4 separate regions of the Mus musculus genome follow, and regions 2, 3 and 4 are each linked to region 1. Evidence: chromatin contacts called from public ChIA-PET and HiChIP or PLAC-seq data. All regions are on one chromosome and are shown on one strand. Each heading gives the region's core, a stretch centred on a gene start, on an enhancer-like site or on the middle of the called end of the contact. The rest is flanking DNA. Distances are from core to core; before and after follow the strand shown.

The links. ChIA-PET counts read pairs in DNA pulled down with a chosen protein or histone mark. HiChIP or PLAC-seq counts read pairs in DNA pulled down with a chosen protein or histone mark.
Region 2: a contact with region 1 is called in an RNA polymerase II ChIA-PET map of memory CD8 T cells, with 6 read pairs. The contact joins the enhancer-like site here to the promoter of Ccdc174 in region 1. A contact is called at or near these places in 2 of 39 promoter capture datasets (the C10 cell line and cranial neural crest), 4 of 115 datasets of contacts at active chromatin or transcription factors (bone marrow-derived macrophages, memory CD8 T cells, microglia and 1 more) and 3 of 9 other capture datasets (adipose tissue, liver and pancreatic islet).
Region 3: a contact with region 1 is called in an H3K27ac HiChIP or PLAC-seq map of embryonic stem cells, with 4 times the contacts expected there. The contact joins the enhancer-like site here to the promoter of Ccdc174 in region 1. A contact is called at or near these places in 6 of 39 promoter capture datasets (the C10 cell line, cranial neural crest, frontonasal cranial neural crest and 3 more), 1 of 15 datasets of contacts at CTCF or cohesin (pro-B cells), 2 of 484 Hi-C or Micro-C datasets (the 63-12 cell line and double positive thymocytes), 31 of 115 datasets of contacts at active chromatin or transcription factors (the 230-238 cell line, DN3 thymocytes, the SCID.adh cell line and 18 more) and 4 of 9 other capture datasets (adipose tissue, liver, macrophages and 1 more).
Region 4: a contact with region 1 is called in an H3K27ac HiChIP or PLAC-seq map of embryonic stem cells, with 7 read pairs. The contact joins the enhancer-like site here to the promoter of Ccdc174 in region 1. A contact is called at or near these places in 6 of 115 datasets of contacts at active chromatin or transcription factors (bone marrow-derived macrophages, effector CD8 T cells, embryonic stem cells and 2 more) and 3 of 9 other capture datasets (adipose tissue, liver and pancreatic islet).

What each region holds. Positions count from the first base shown.
Region 1 is chr6:91,876,483-91,879,444 of GRCm38.p6, forward strand. Ccdc174 (coiled-coil domain containing 174) reads left to right here and starts at 1,571. Exons shown (of 11, transcript NM_172730.2): 1 at 1,571-1,704. The coding sequence starts at 1,663.
Region 2 is chr6:92,130,756-92,133,717 of GRCm38.p6, forward strand. All of the region lies in intron 2 of Nr2c2 (nuclear receptor subfamily 2, group C, member 2), which reads left to right. Among named protein-coding and RNA genes, the nearest start is that of Gm46967, 25 kb to the right of the region's middle. Within about 2 kb of position 1,481, at least 30 of the 459 cell types and tissues checked have an H3K27ac peak or open chromatin away from gene starts, as enhancers often do. A contact at or near this core is called in memory CD8 T cells, where this site is marked.
Region 3 is chr6:92,075,838-92,078,799 of GRCm38.p6, forward strand. It overlaps Fgd5 (FYVE, RhoGEF and PH domain containing 5), which reads left to right. Exons shown (of 21, transcript NM_172731.3): 21 at 1-168. Among named protein-coding and RNA genes, the nearest start is that of Nr2c2, 15 kb to the right of the region's middle. Within about 2 kb of position 1,529, at least 5 of the 459 cell types and tissues checked have an H3K27ac peak or open chromatin away from gene starts, as enhancers often do. A contact at or near this core is called in embryonic stem cells, where this site is marked.
Region 4 is chr6:91,699,425-91,702,386 of GRCm38.p6, forward strand. The region is part of intron 2 of Slc6a6 (solute carrier family 6 (neurotransmitter transporter, taurine), member 6); the gene reads left to right. Among named protein-coding and RNA genes, the nearest start is that of Slc6a6, 17 kb to the left of the region's middle. Within about 2 kb of position 1,582, at least 23 of the 459 cell types and tissues checked have an H3K27ac peak or open chromatin away from gene starts, as enhancers often do. A contact at or near this core is called in embryonic stem cells and liver, where this site is marked.

The DNA of each region.
Region 1 (2,962 bases), core at 321-2,820:
TATGGTGTAAGCTAACATAGCCAATCAGGAGATAACTACAGATTCCCCACAGGCATTCTACAGACAAAGTAAGACTGTAATAATGCCATACAGTCTTCTAGGGAAGGATATCTTTCTTCCTTCCTTTCTTTCTTTCTTTCTTTCTTTCTTTCTTTCTTTCTTTTTTTTTCTGATTTTTTGAGACAGGGTTTCTCTGTGTAGCCCTGGCTGTCCTGGAACTTATGCTGTAGATCAGGCTGGCCTTGAACTCAGAAATTCGCCTGCATCTGCCTCCCAACTGCAGGGGGCGGGGGGGGGGGAGGATATCTTAAAATTATTTCACTTACAACTTCTTTTTACCCAGTATTATTTTCATGACTTGAGGTATATATGGATACTTTAAAAATTACTTTAAAACAATTTGGCGCACACACACACACACACATATGTATATGTATATATATATATATATATATATATATATATATTCACCATTTATTAAAGATGAAAAACAATTTGTATCCTAATGACATGAATGTGCTTGTTTCAACAAAAGGAATTAAATATTGGCTAAACATTTGATACTGTAGGTCACAGAGCATCTTCAGTGCTTTTCAGAGTTGATTGTTTTGACTTTATCATCATCAATGTGGAGAACACTGCTTTGCAAAGATACAGCAAATTCATGTTTAGGGCCATTTCAGAAATTGTTGGAAATTTTGTCCTAAATCCCAGGTCAAAATTCTTTTAATTCTTTAGCAATTCAAATAGTAATTTCAAAATTAGAGTATTCTGGGGGCTGGTTGTGGTGGCACACAGCTTCAATCCCAGCATAAGGGAGGAAGAGGTAAGCAGGTATCTTTGAGTACAAGGCTAGCATGGTCTACAAAGCAAGTTCCAGGCAGCCAGGAGTACCCAGTGACCCCCAAATGAATGTATGAATGAATAGTTAAAATTCAAATATTCTGTTGGGCATAGTGGCTCACACATGTAATCCTAGCATTTAGGGGGCAGAGGCAGGAGGGCTGTTGCAAATTTGAGGCTAGCCAAGTCTACATAGAGAGTTTGAGGCCAGGTGGCTGTACAGTAAGACCCCATCTCAAAAAAAAAAAAAAAAAAAGCCTAAAAAGCAAAACAACAAACAAAACCAACAAAACAAATCACAAAACACCAAAAAAAAAAAACCAACATAAAACGAGTGTTTCTCATAGCCCATTCTTAAACAATAATTCCCACCACTACCAGTTTCATTAAATTCCTTTTGTTTTCATGTTGGAGACAGGAGTTTACTTAGCTCTCTTCATACGCTGCTATTCTTTTCCATCATCTAAGACTCTCCAGTCAATATAGTGTGTGTTGCAATGAAAGCTATCTTCCTTCCTTCTCTAGACGGCGACAATACTAGTCATTTTCACCTCACTTTCTGCTCTCTTCAAGATGGCCAATTGCGATCAATTCCAACCCTCTGACCTTCTCAAAATGACGACGTAGCGACTAGGGACCTCATACTGACGCTTTCAAGATGGCGCCGAGGTCGTAAATCCAAGTCGCAAAATGACGCAAACTCAGCGTCCCTATCAAAGACACTTCCGGTTCTGCTGCCGGGTGGGGGTGGCGGACTCGTAGGGTCTGACTGAGGCCACAGGGAGGCTGCGTCTTGGGACTGGACGCCTTGGCGGGACGATGGACCGAAAGAAAAAGCCTTTGGACGTTACAGCCTCCTCGGTGAGTACAAGTGTGGCTTAGCTCCGTGCTCCGCGTTCCCTCCGCCTGTCTCAGTCGAGAATGGTGACCTAGTTGTTGTCCCACGCAAGTCAGGGGCCTGGACTGCCCATCTGACAAGGATCCTGACCGACCCTTTCCCCGCAGAGACCCTCCTCAGCTTCCTTACTCACAGGATCCTGAACTCGGCTCCGCCAGGCGCCTGGGCTCCGTTCCCCTCGAACCCAGGCGGGTCTCGGACGCCATCCTCCCAGGGATCTCAGGGCGCATCCTGCGGGTCAGCCGCCGCCACAGCCGGCTCTCTGTCCGCAGGGACTTGGAGGACGAGCCCTTCCTGGGTTCTCCACTAGTCCAAAGCCCTTCTCGAGCACTGGGATATGATTTGTCTTCCCAGGGCTCCCAGGGTCCCCCCCAGCAGGATCCAGACAAGTTAGCTAGTGCCTTGTGGGATGGGGTACCCGGGCCAGTAAGGTCTGACAGGATGTAAGGAGTTTTGCTAACTTAACCACTCTCAGCAGAAAACTTGTAAACACTGTACACATTTTGTGTCCGTGCTTCATATGTGTGCTGCCATCGAGTCCTCAGAAGTGCTTTTGAGTGTAGGTGGTATTAATTGTCACTCTTAATGGATAATGAAGTTGACACCCAAAGGTGAATCCCGTTTTCCTCAATGTACACACAGATTTGTTGTGTGAGAAGCCAGGCTCAGTTTGATTGACTGCAAAATGGTGCCTTTTCTGATTGTTCAAAACATCTAATGTATCAAATTTTTTGTTGGAATTTGTTTTTTAATATAGAAAAATTGGTCTTAGTAATCATGTTTGCTTGGATTCAGTGCTTGCAAACTGAATTAATCAGGAAGTATATGCGCATGCGCTTAACTTTAGCACATAAGTGTCAGAGACAAGTGGACAGAGGCCACTGTAAGTCAGAGGCCAGCCTGAGCTACATAGTTCCAGTATAGCCAGAGCTACACAGTGAGACCCTGTCTTTAAAAACCAAACCAAAGTTAACTTGTCTGGAGGATAATGTTTTTAATAATTATAACACAAACGAAGTCCCGGAATTGATTGGTCATTTTGTGATTCAGATGTAGTTGTAGAATAGAAAGATATATAGCTAGGTAATTGATACATTTACAAAGTTAAAATCCTCCTCTTCCTCCTCCTCCTCCTCCTCCTCCTCCTCCTTCTTCTTCAGAATTTTAAATATTGGGTCCTGGAATGAAACTCCTTTACATTGTTAACATCCCTGCCAATAG
Region 2 (2,962 bases), core at 231-2,730, 250 kb after region 1:
GAGAATCTGAATTGTTAGTTTTTTTGTAAAACTGCATCTCTAAATTCACTGGTGCCTCAGGAGCTTTCTTTCCTCAGTGGCCTTGGAAGAAGAGATGGCTGAAACTATAAGCCATCTTGTGCACCTCTGGCATCCTTCATACACTGACACATTTGTTGCCCATCTTCCTGCCCAGACTTTAGACTGACTGCAGCTCTGCTCTGTTTGTGCACTGAATTAGGTTAGTTGGGTACTTATAAAGGCAGAACCCACAAAGCTATTCAGATGCTGTAATTAGGGTTTTCTAGAGTCACAGAACTTATGGAATGAATGAATGAGTGTGTGTGTGTGTGTGTGTGTGTGTGTGAGTGAGTGAGAGAGAGAGAGAGAGAGAGAGAGAGAGAGAGAGAGAGAGAGATGGAATTTATTGGAATGACTTACAGGCTGCAATCTGACTAACCAAACAATGGCTAGCTGTGAATGGGAAGTCCAAGAATCTAGTGGTTGCTCAGTGCCATGAGGCTCAGTGTTTCAGCTGGTCTTCTGTATAAGCTGGAATCCTGAAGAAGTAGCTTCCAACAGATGTGCTGGCAAGTAAGTATAAGCAGGCAAAGAACAAACCCTTCCTTCTTCCACTGTCTTTATTGTAGGCCTCCAGCAGAAGGTATGGCCCAGATTAAAGGTGTGCCTCAAAAACTGGATTAAAGGCATATGTTTCTTCCAGCCTCAAGATCTGGATCAAAAGTTTGTGTCTTCCAGCTTTGAGATCTGGGTCATAACTGTGCCCTCCATTTCTGGATTGTAGTTCGTTCCAGATATAGTTGACAACTGAGAGTAGCTATTACAGGTGCTTATAAAGCCAGAACCCACAAGGCTATGGTATTTCCAGCCATTGTCCAATTGGGAGCAAGTATATATCCTGATGTACTTCCTGCCTATGTACCTGCAACTACACACAGGATGTGCAGTTTGGGCAAATGGGCTTATAGCTTAACCTTAGCTCTTAAAGACAGTAAACAAGTCCATTCTGTTGTTCTTGGAGTGGTTTTTGAATGCAGTGCAGACCATATGTTGTTGCCTATGTTTCAGAGATTCCATAACTATAGAAATATTAGCTTTGGCATGTGAAGTTGAATATACTGTATGCAGACTGTCCATGTTCTCCAAATCTCTCTATGCCATGTAGTTTTAAAATTGCTTCTAGTTACTTATTTCCCATAGTAACATTCTGCAAATTCACTAAAGAAAGGTGATCTGAAAAGGGAAGGGTAGTGAGAAAAGAGTTTAACAAAGCCACAGAAGTCTAGGTAAAGGGAAGCCTTGTTAAAATAACACATCTTCCCAGAAATAGGCCATCATGGTAGTCAACAGACTGCTTCAGCAGCTAGCTGGCAGAACAGCAGAAACACTTTGATTTTGCTTCCTTGGTTACAGTGAATGATAGTAAACTTGACCTTCAGCAAAGCAGGGTCACAGAAAGGGCATCTTTAAACAGCCTTGTCTGCTATGGCAAATGGAATCTGCACAGCAGAGTTTGAAGGCTATCCACCAACCCCTGGCTAATTTGGTTACTATTTGGCTTAGGAAGTTGCTGAGGGAAAAAAATGTAAATAAAGCTGCTGGAAACAATTGGCTGGTGAGTGTAAATGTGTGTGTGTGTGTGAGTGTGTGAGAGTGTGTGTGTGTGCGTGTGTGTGCGTGCACTAGCGCTAGTGGACTGGGGAAGAGTAGAAGAAAGCAGACCAGTGGGGCAGCAGGTAGCACAGGAAATCTTCTCTAGTTGTACTTACTTGTGGTGGTGGTGGTGGAGGGGGGATGGGCAGCTCTAAGCAGTGTACTTTAGTAGAAACTTGTTTCCAAAGCTGTTAGTAAAATGCACAGTATTTAGAACCCAGTTGTGTATTTGGAGGAAATCATATCTATTATGCTTAAGTACTAGCAGGCTTTTTTTCTTTTTAGGGACTAGTGTGAGAGTGTGATAAGTACATTGCTTGTTTTTGGCAGGTTATCTGCCTATGAACAAAAGATTATGTACCAGATTGCTATTATCACATGGTTTTACATAATTGTGAGATATAGTTGTTGGCTTTGTTTTTTTCAGTTTTGAGACAAGGTCTCCTTTGGCACCCAGGGTGAACTGGGACTCATGATCCTTCCACCTTATAGATTTGTGTGTGTGTTCATCTATATTGTTTAAATTTGAGCCTTTAAAGGCTTCAAGTGCAGAACTTGTAGGTCATCAGCTGGACTAGTAACTTTCCAGTCCTTTGTGTTACACAAGTTGTTGTCTTGGTTAGTTTTTGTCAAGTTGAGAAGGAACCTCAGTTAAGGAAATGCCTCTATATATGGTCTGTAGGCAAGCCAGAGGGGCATATTCTTGATTAATGATTGCTATGGGTGGGTCCAGCCCATTGTGGGCAGGTGGTTCTGGGGTATATAAGAATACAGACTGAGATAGCCTTGAAGAACTAGCCAGCATTTCTTCATGGTATGGTCTCTGCCTCCAGGTTCCTGTCTTGTCTCTTGGTGATATAGTGTGAGGTAAAATAAACTATTTCTTGTCTAGGTTGCTTTTGGTCATGGTGTGTATCATAGCAGTAGAAGCCCCAAATTAAAACAAAGGTAGACTCTACAGTCCAGGATACAGAGGGTATCAGAACTGATACAGAGGGTATCAGTTCCCCTCTGATGAAACCCGCTACACAGGTGATGCAAACTTCAACACAGAGGGGTTACTCACTGCCCAGTGACCCAAATTCCATGGTCATTTGAAACAGATAAGAAGAATATGGTTCTTTTTAGCCTAGGCTGCCTGTAGTCCTTTAGGCATTTGCATTGTTCATTATTTCCCCCTGGATGTTAAGAATTCAGAAGTTCCTGATTGAGATTTGTAGCATATTAGGTTTGCCGATTTTTCTGTACTATGTTTGAACTGTTTTGCTTTATGAAAATGTTGCAACCTAAATTTAGAAGTTTTGTTATC
Region 3 (2,962 bases), core at 279-2,778, 200 kb after region 1:
CCCGGACACCGAGACCCAGGAACCTTTAGAGAGTGGAGCTGGACTCAAGGACAGTAATCCTCTTCCTTTGGTTTCATTTTTCTATGATTTCAATTGCAGGAGACCAACTGTGGACTGAAAATATTAAATGGAAAATTCCAGAAATAAAAGTGCATGAATTTCCAGTCATTTTTACTTGTAGTATAAATGTCCTACTGCATTAGTTAAGCTTCTCTAGAGTCACAGAACTTATGGATAGTCTCTTTACAGTAAGTAAATTTGTTATGATGACTTTCAGTCTGTAGTCCAACTCCCCAATAGTGGTCAGCTGTGAATGGGAAGTCCAGGGATCGAGTTGCTCAGCCCCACAAGGCTAGTAGTAGATCCAACAGATGTGCTGGCAAGTAAATGCAAGCAGGCGAAGAAGAGCAAATCTTCCTTCTTCCGAAATCCTTATGTAGGTCTCCAGAAGAAGGTGTGGCCCAAATTAAAGGTGTGTACCACCACGCCTGGATCTGGGACTTGTTTTTGTCCCAGGCTGACCTTGAACTCAGAGATCTCCTGGTCTTAGTCTCCTGGGATTCATAGCCACTATGCCTCAAGATCTCCATGCTAAGATCCAGTTCAGAAACTTGTATCTTCCAGCCCCAAGGTCTGGATCACTGGTGAGCCTTCCAATTCTGGATTGTAGTTCATTCCAGATATAGTCAAGTTGACAACCGGGAATAGCCATTACACCTACTTAGTTAGTAACTTCCCATGGATCTAATTGGTGCATTGCACATTATCAAGAGTACCCATGTGTGCACAGGAACAGCACAGTATGTGTAGCCAGTGCTGCTGCCATTGGGGCATTTGGGCTGCTGTCTAGGCAGTGGGAGCATCCCTGATATGCCTTGTAGCATTGCCCAGTGTCACTTTGCAGCTCTTTAGAGTGACAGACAGTACATCCCAAGGTTACCCAAGGACCTCTGTTCTTTTATTCTGCTTATTTTTTTAATTAAAAAAATTTTTGAGGGCTTGCTCTGGAATCCAGGGCCTCACACATGTGGAGCCAGGACTCTGAGGCCGGCCCACATCCTGGGTCAGGATGTTTTGTGTTTTCTACCCTATAACATCCTGGATCTGATACTCAAGTAGGGTTTTTATTCTGTGGGAATATTTACCTTGATAGAAATGCCTGGATTATCCATAAAACATAGCAGACAGAGTCACCAAGGCAGTCCCCAGCTGCAATGTGACCAGGCCAGGCCCTGCCTGTTTTGGACCTTTGTCACCTCTTCTTCTTTCTATAGTTCTCTGAGAACTGGTTTCAGGCTTATCTCTCCCTGGCCATTCATAGTGGCCAATACAATTACAGGAAGAACTTCCTTCTCAGGACAGTGACAGGACAGTTGGTGGTAGTGAGGCTGGCAGCCCTGTCCATCAGATCCCTCTCCCTGCATCTTCAGTGCCTTAAAGAACCTTTCAGGCACAGCCTTGCCTGCTCCCTGGGTGGCCTTGCTTGGTGGTGGGGTGCGGAGGGCAGTGCATTCATGGATTCCTGCATACTGCAATTGCTTTAGGCTGTTTGTCTGAAGAGATGGGAAGGAGTCTATGCCTGTCATTAATGCACAAGGGGAACAGCAGCGCTGGGTGGGGTGTAGGCCAGTTCTACAAGCATTCTGACATGTCAGGAGTAAGCACTGAGTCTTTCTGGTGATGCTGAACCTTCAGAGACAAACTCTGCCTGGTATGTGTGTGTGTGTGGTGGTGGTGGGAGGGGGAATGGGAGGAGAGTGATGCTGGCTTGCTGGCTCATCTGGAATCATGGCCACGCAGGCCAAGGCATGACTGCTTACCCTGTATCCTTTATCCAGCTTCTCACTGATCTGGTCACTAAGCAGAGAGGCCTCAGTGTGGCCCTGTGGCCACCAAGGCTGGGCCTGCAACCCAAGTTGCTTTCTGAAGTGAAGTAGGGCCAGCAATGGGCTGGCTTTCACCAGTTAGCATGTTGTTAACTGATTCAGCCTGCACTCTCTGGCTTCTGAATTCATTCTCACTGTCGGTGGGGGTGGGAGTCGGGGGCAGGTGTGTCCACTCAGGTGGCTGCTCTCTGCACAAGTCTCACATTGGCTTAAGCAGGTGGCAAACTAGCGTGACAATAGCAAGTCCCAAAGGACGGGAAACAAGTCCTTTGGCTTTTGTGACTTGCTGTGCAGTGTCAGAGGTGGTTCCCAGAGACTGGCTGACCACTGACTGCCTCTGCAGCTGGGACTACAGGCATTGTCTATTGCCACCAAGGAAGGCCAGGATGGCTTTTAAGAGCCAGCATGTGCTCAGTAGCCCTCACCAAGCTCCCTTCACTCCTATGGCTCCTGGACTAGTCACTGAGGAGGGACTACTAGGAGTGGCATGGGTCCAGGGATGACTTGGGTGGGTGAATGTCTCCAAAGGGCCACATGCTTGTGGTTTGCAGTGTGCTGCTACTGGTGCAGTGTGATGAACCTTTAGGAGGTGGGGTCAAGTAGGAGGCCCTTGGAGGGGAGGTTGTTCTCATACTCCTGACCCTGAGCAGTTTGCTCTCTGTGGGCTCCTGTCATTGCTATCTAGTGTCCTCTCCCCAGAGGCCCAAAACAAGTTCTCCTGATCTCAGACAAGAACGTCCTCCAGAACTGTGAGTTAAACCTTTTTACTTTATAAGTTAATAACCCAGGTGTTTTGTTATAGGAATGGAAAAGTAACTAATACCAGTATAAGAGGGGCTGGAGGAAGATGGTTCTTAAAGTGTTACTGTCAGTGTTTATCCTATGGACCACATTTTCTGGAAGATCACTAGTCTGGATTAGTAGCATGCAAGGGCCATGCCTTGCCATGTATTTGGGGACAATCTGTGATAAACTAGGTAGAGGTCAATTAATTGGATCCTTGCTTGAGTGTCTCATAGGAACACTTTGATAGTCCCTAATCAAACAACTGTCAGTCATCAGTAACTGAGGTTTGT
Region 4 (2,962 bases), core at 332-2,831, 180 kb before region 1:
CTACCACGAGCTACAGCCCCAGCTTCACTGAAGGTTCTATTTGAACAGAACAGAAAATGTTCAGTAGGTTGTGAGTGAATCTCTTGAGTTTCTCATGCCCTTCCTCTGATGGTCCTGGGGTTGATGCTGGCCAGGGGCTCTTATCCCTGTGCACTGCTGTGAAGAACCACACGAACAGTATTTTTGCTGAATCACTGGGGAGTAAGTCACAAGTGGGGTGCCCCTTCCCTTAGTCTTTCATGTATTTCCTCAGAGCAAGGCCATTGTCTTATGTAACCACAGCCCGATTATCAGCCTGGGACATTTAACATTGACATAGTTCTCATATCTAATCAGCTGATTGTCTTGGTACTACACCTTGCTTTCTCTTCTCTTTAATGTTTCCCCCCTTCTTCAAGTTCAAAATCCTAACAGTGCCTGCAAGAAGGATTTGTTTTCAGGCTGATTTAGCTGATTTGGGACTTGGGATTCAAAGTCCTTTAATCTTGACATCTACTAAGGAACACTGGAGTGTGTATACGCATTCTGGAGAACATTCCAGGTTCAGGTCCTTGCCCTGTGATCTGGTTCCAGGTTCAGGTCCTTGCCCTGCAATCTGTCCTGCCACTTTGTTGATCTTGTGACCCACTTGTGGACCCTGCTCTCAAATTTGAGAACTCCACCTTCCTTGATAGAGATTTCTTAATATCTAATCTCCTCCTCCCATTCCACACTCCTCTCTCTTTTTCTCTCTTCTTTTTCATTGGCTCTGGGGTCGTTGCTTTCCAGCATAAACAATGCTTCATCCTGAGCTGTTCTCTTAGCTTCCGAGGAAGTCTCTCACTGACACAGGGCTGGTGTATGGTCAATTTGGGGTCATCCGTGGGACTCTCACGAGACCCTTCTTAACTGCCACTGTGGTCGGACCCAATTGCACTTTTGGTCAGTTTCTGACCGGGTGTGCTCCTGTATCAAAAAAGCCAACTGGAGACCATAGGTTCTCTGATGTCAGATATGCCCATCCCCAGAGACTCAGAAGACCTCCCCCAGCAGCTATTGAGTGGGCAGAGAACCATGCTCAGAGTCTCACCTTAATGGTCGTGTGTCAGGGACATTTATTGCCTGTGGGTACTAGATGGTCCTCGAAGTGTAACACATTAGCTTGTTACAACCCCTAGAACCATGCTACAGCCTCAAGAGCTAAGCTGCAGGAGGTAGGAGTTCTTGTTCTTTCAGTAAAAATGGCAGATGAACAGGTGGAATGCTTACTGAGTGCCAGGCAAGGCCGCATCCCTCAGCAGCTTGGATGCAGACTTTGAGTGCCGTTGTCTCGTAAGTACTGTTAGCCAGCACCATTGTGCAGACTGGGAAACTGAGACTTAGGGGGACCTCCCAAGTTCTCACAACCACGAACTCACTTGCCCAAATCTGGTGCCCGCTTGGTGGCAACTGCCCTCCTGATAGGTGGGGAGCCCCTTCCATCCCCAGCGACTTCCCTTTTCCAAGGTCTTCCTGCTACTGGTTAATGAGCAGCCAAGGATAGTGGGAGCCAGGGAGGCCACTGCTCACTCTGAGGCTGGAATGTGAGTTTTGTTTCTAGATAAAGAGTCTTGTGCAAGTGACTGGCCCCACGGGGCCTGGCAACGTCCTAGGCAGAGCATAGATGGCGACCATGCTGTTCCTCTTCAGCGCTGATTCCAGCTGCACACCAGGCTACCTAGGAGGGTGCTTTGGCCCTCAGACTGCCCCACATCACTCTTGTGTAGCCCTCCTGGCTTGCCGTTTCTGAAAAGACTCATGGCCTCCCCTCCACCCTCTATGTGGAGGTCAATGGGGTTTGCAGGGAGTATATTATGCAGGGATGATACGCTGTCTGAGTTCTGGGTGTGGCCCACTCCCACATATTCCTGGGGCCCGAGAAGGGCTAGATCTATCTTTTTAGCCTTAAGGCAGGTCTGAATTCATTCCAAGTCTGGGGGCTGGGATGTGGCTCTGTGGCCCTTTGTAATGCCTGGAGTGCTTTCTCTACAATACAAAAAAGCTCTTAGCCCAGCCCCAGCCTATGCAGGATGTGTGACCCTGAAGGGAGTCACTAAACATCTCTGAGCCTCACACTCTAACCTCTATAATGGAGTAGTTATATCCAGCCAAGAGAGCTGCAGTACACTGCAGGACGGGGGTTGGCAGAACAGGTGACATGGACACGTGATGAGTCCAGGGGAGTTTTATGGGCTCAGGACAACTAACCTGAGTAGCAAGCACAAGACTCATCGAAGGAGTCCCTAGAGAGGCTGCATCCCCTCGATTGAAGAGGCAAGTCTACCTCCCAGGGTGCTGTTCTCTAGGGTGCTTGTCCTTTAGGTTGCTAGGTACTCCTGCTTGCCTGTGGATACCGATGTCCTGCTCCCTGGAGGCCTCCACGGTGAGAAAATGCTTACTTATCATGTTTACTCTGACTATAAAAGTCATGTTTTCAATACAGAGATAAGGGTCCCACCACACAGAGGTGACCACAGTATAATGGAGTGGTGTGTGCATTCACATATGAGTCCATAAGCTGATCCTGGTGGAACATGTCTGTCATCCTCCCACAGGCGGGCTGAGGCATGGAGGTCTTTCTAGCCCAGGCTCTATTTAGCTTAGGAATTTAAGGCCAGTTAGGGTTGCAGAATAAGACCCTGGGTTGTTTGGTTATTTAGGTTTTTGTTGTTGTTGTTGTTGTTGTTGTTGTTGTTGTTGTTTTTTAAAAGATAAAAGATCTGAAGGCAGGCCATGGTGGCAGAGGCAGGCAGATCTCTCTGAGTTTGAGCCCAGCCTGGTCTATAGAGACCAGAGAAACCCTATCTAGAAAAACCACACCAAGCCAAACCAAAAGATAAAGATCTGGAATCTTGCTGTGTTGTCTGGGCTGGGCTGAAACTCACTTGCTCTAGCCCTTCCTCTGCCTCAGCCTCCTGAGGTGCTGGGACCACCATTAACTAGC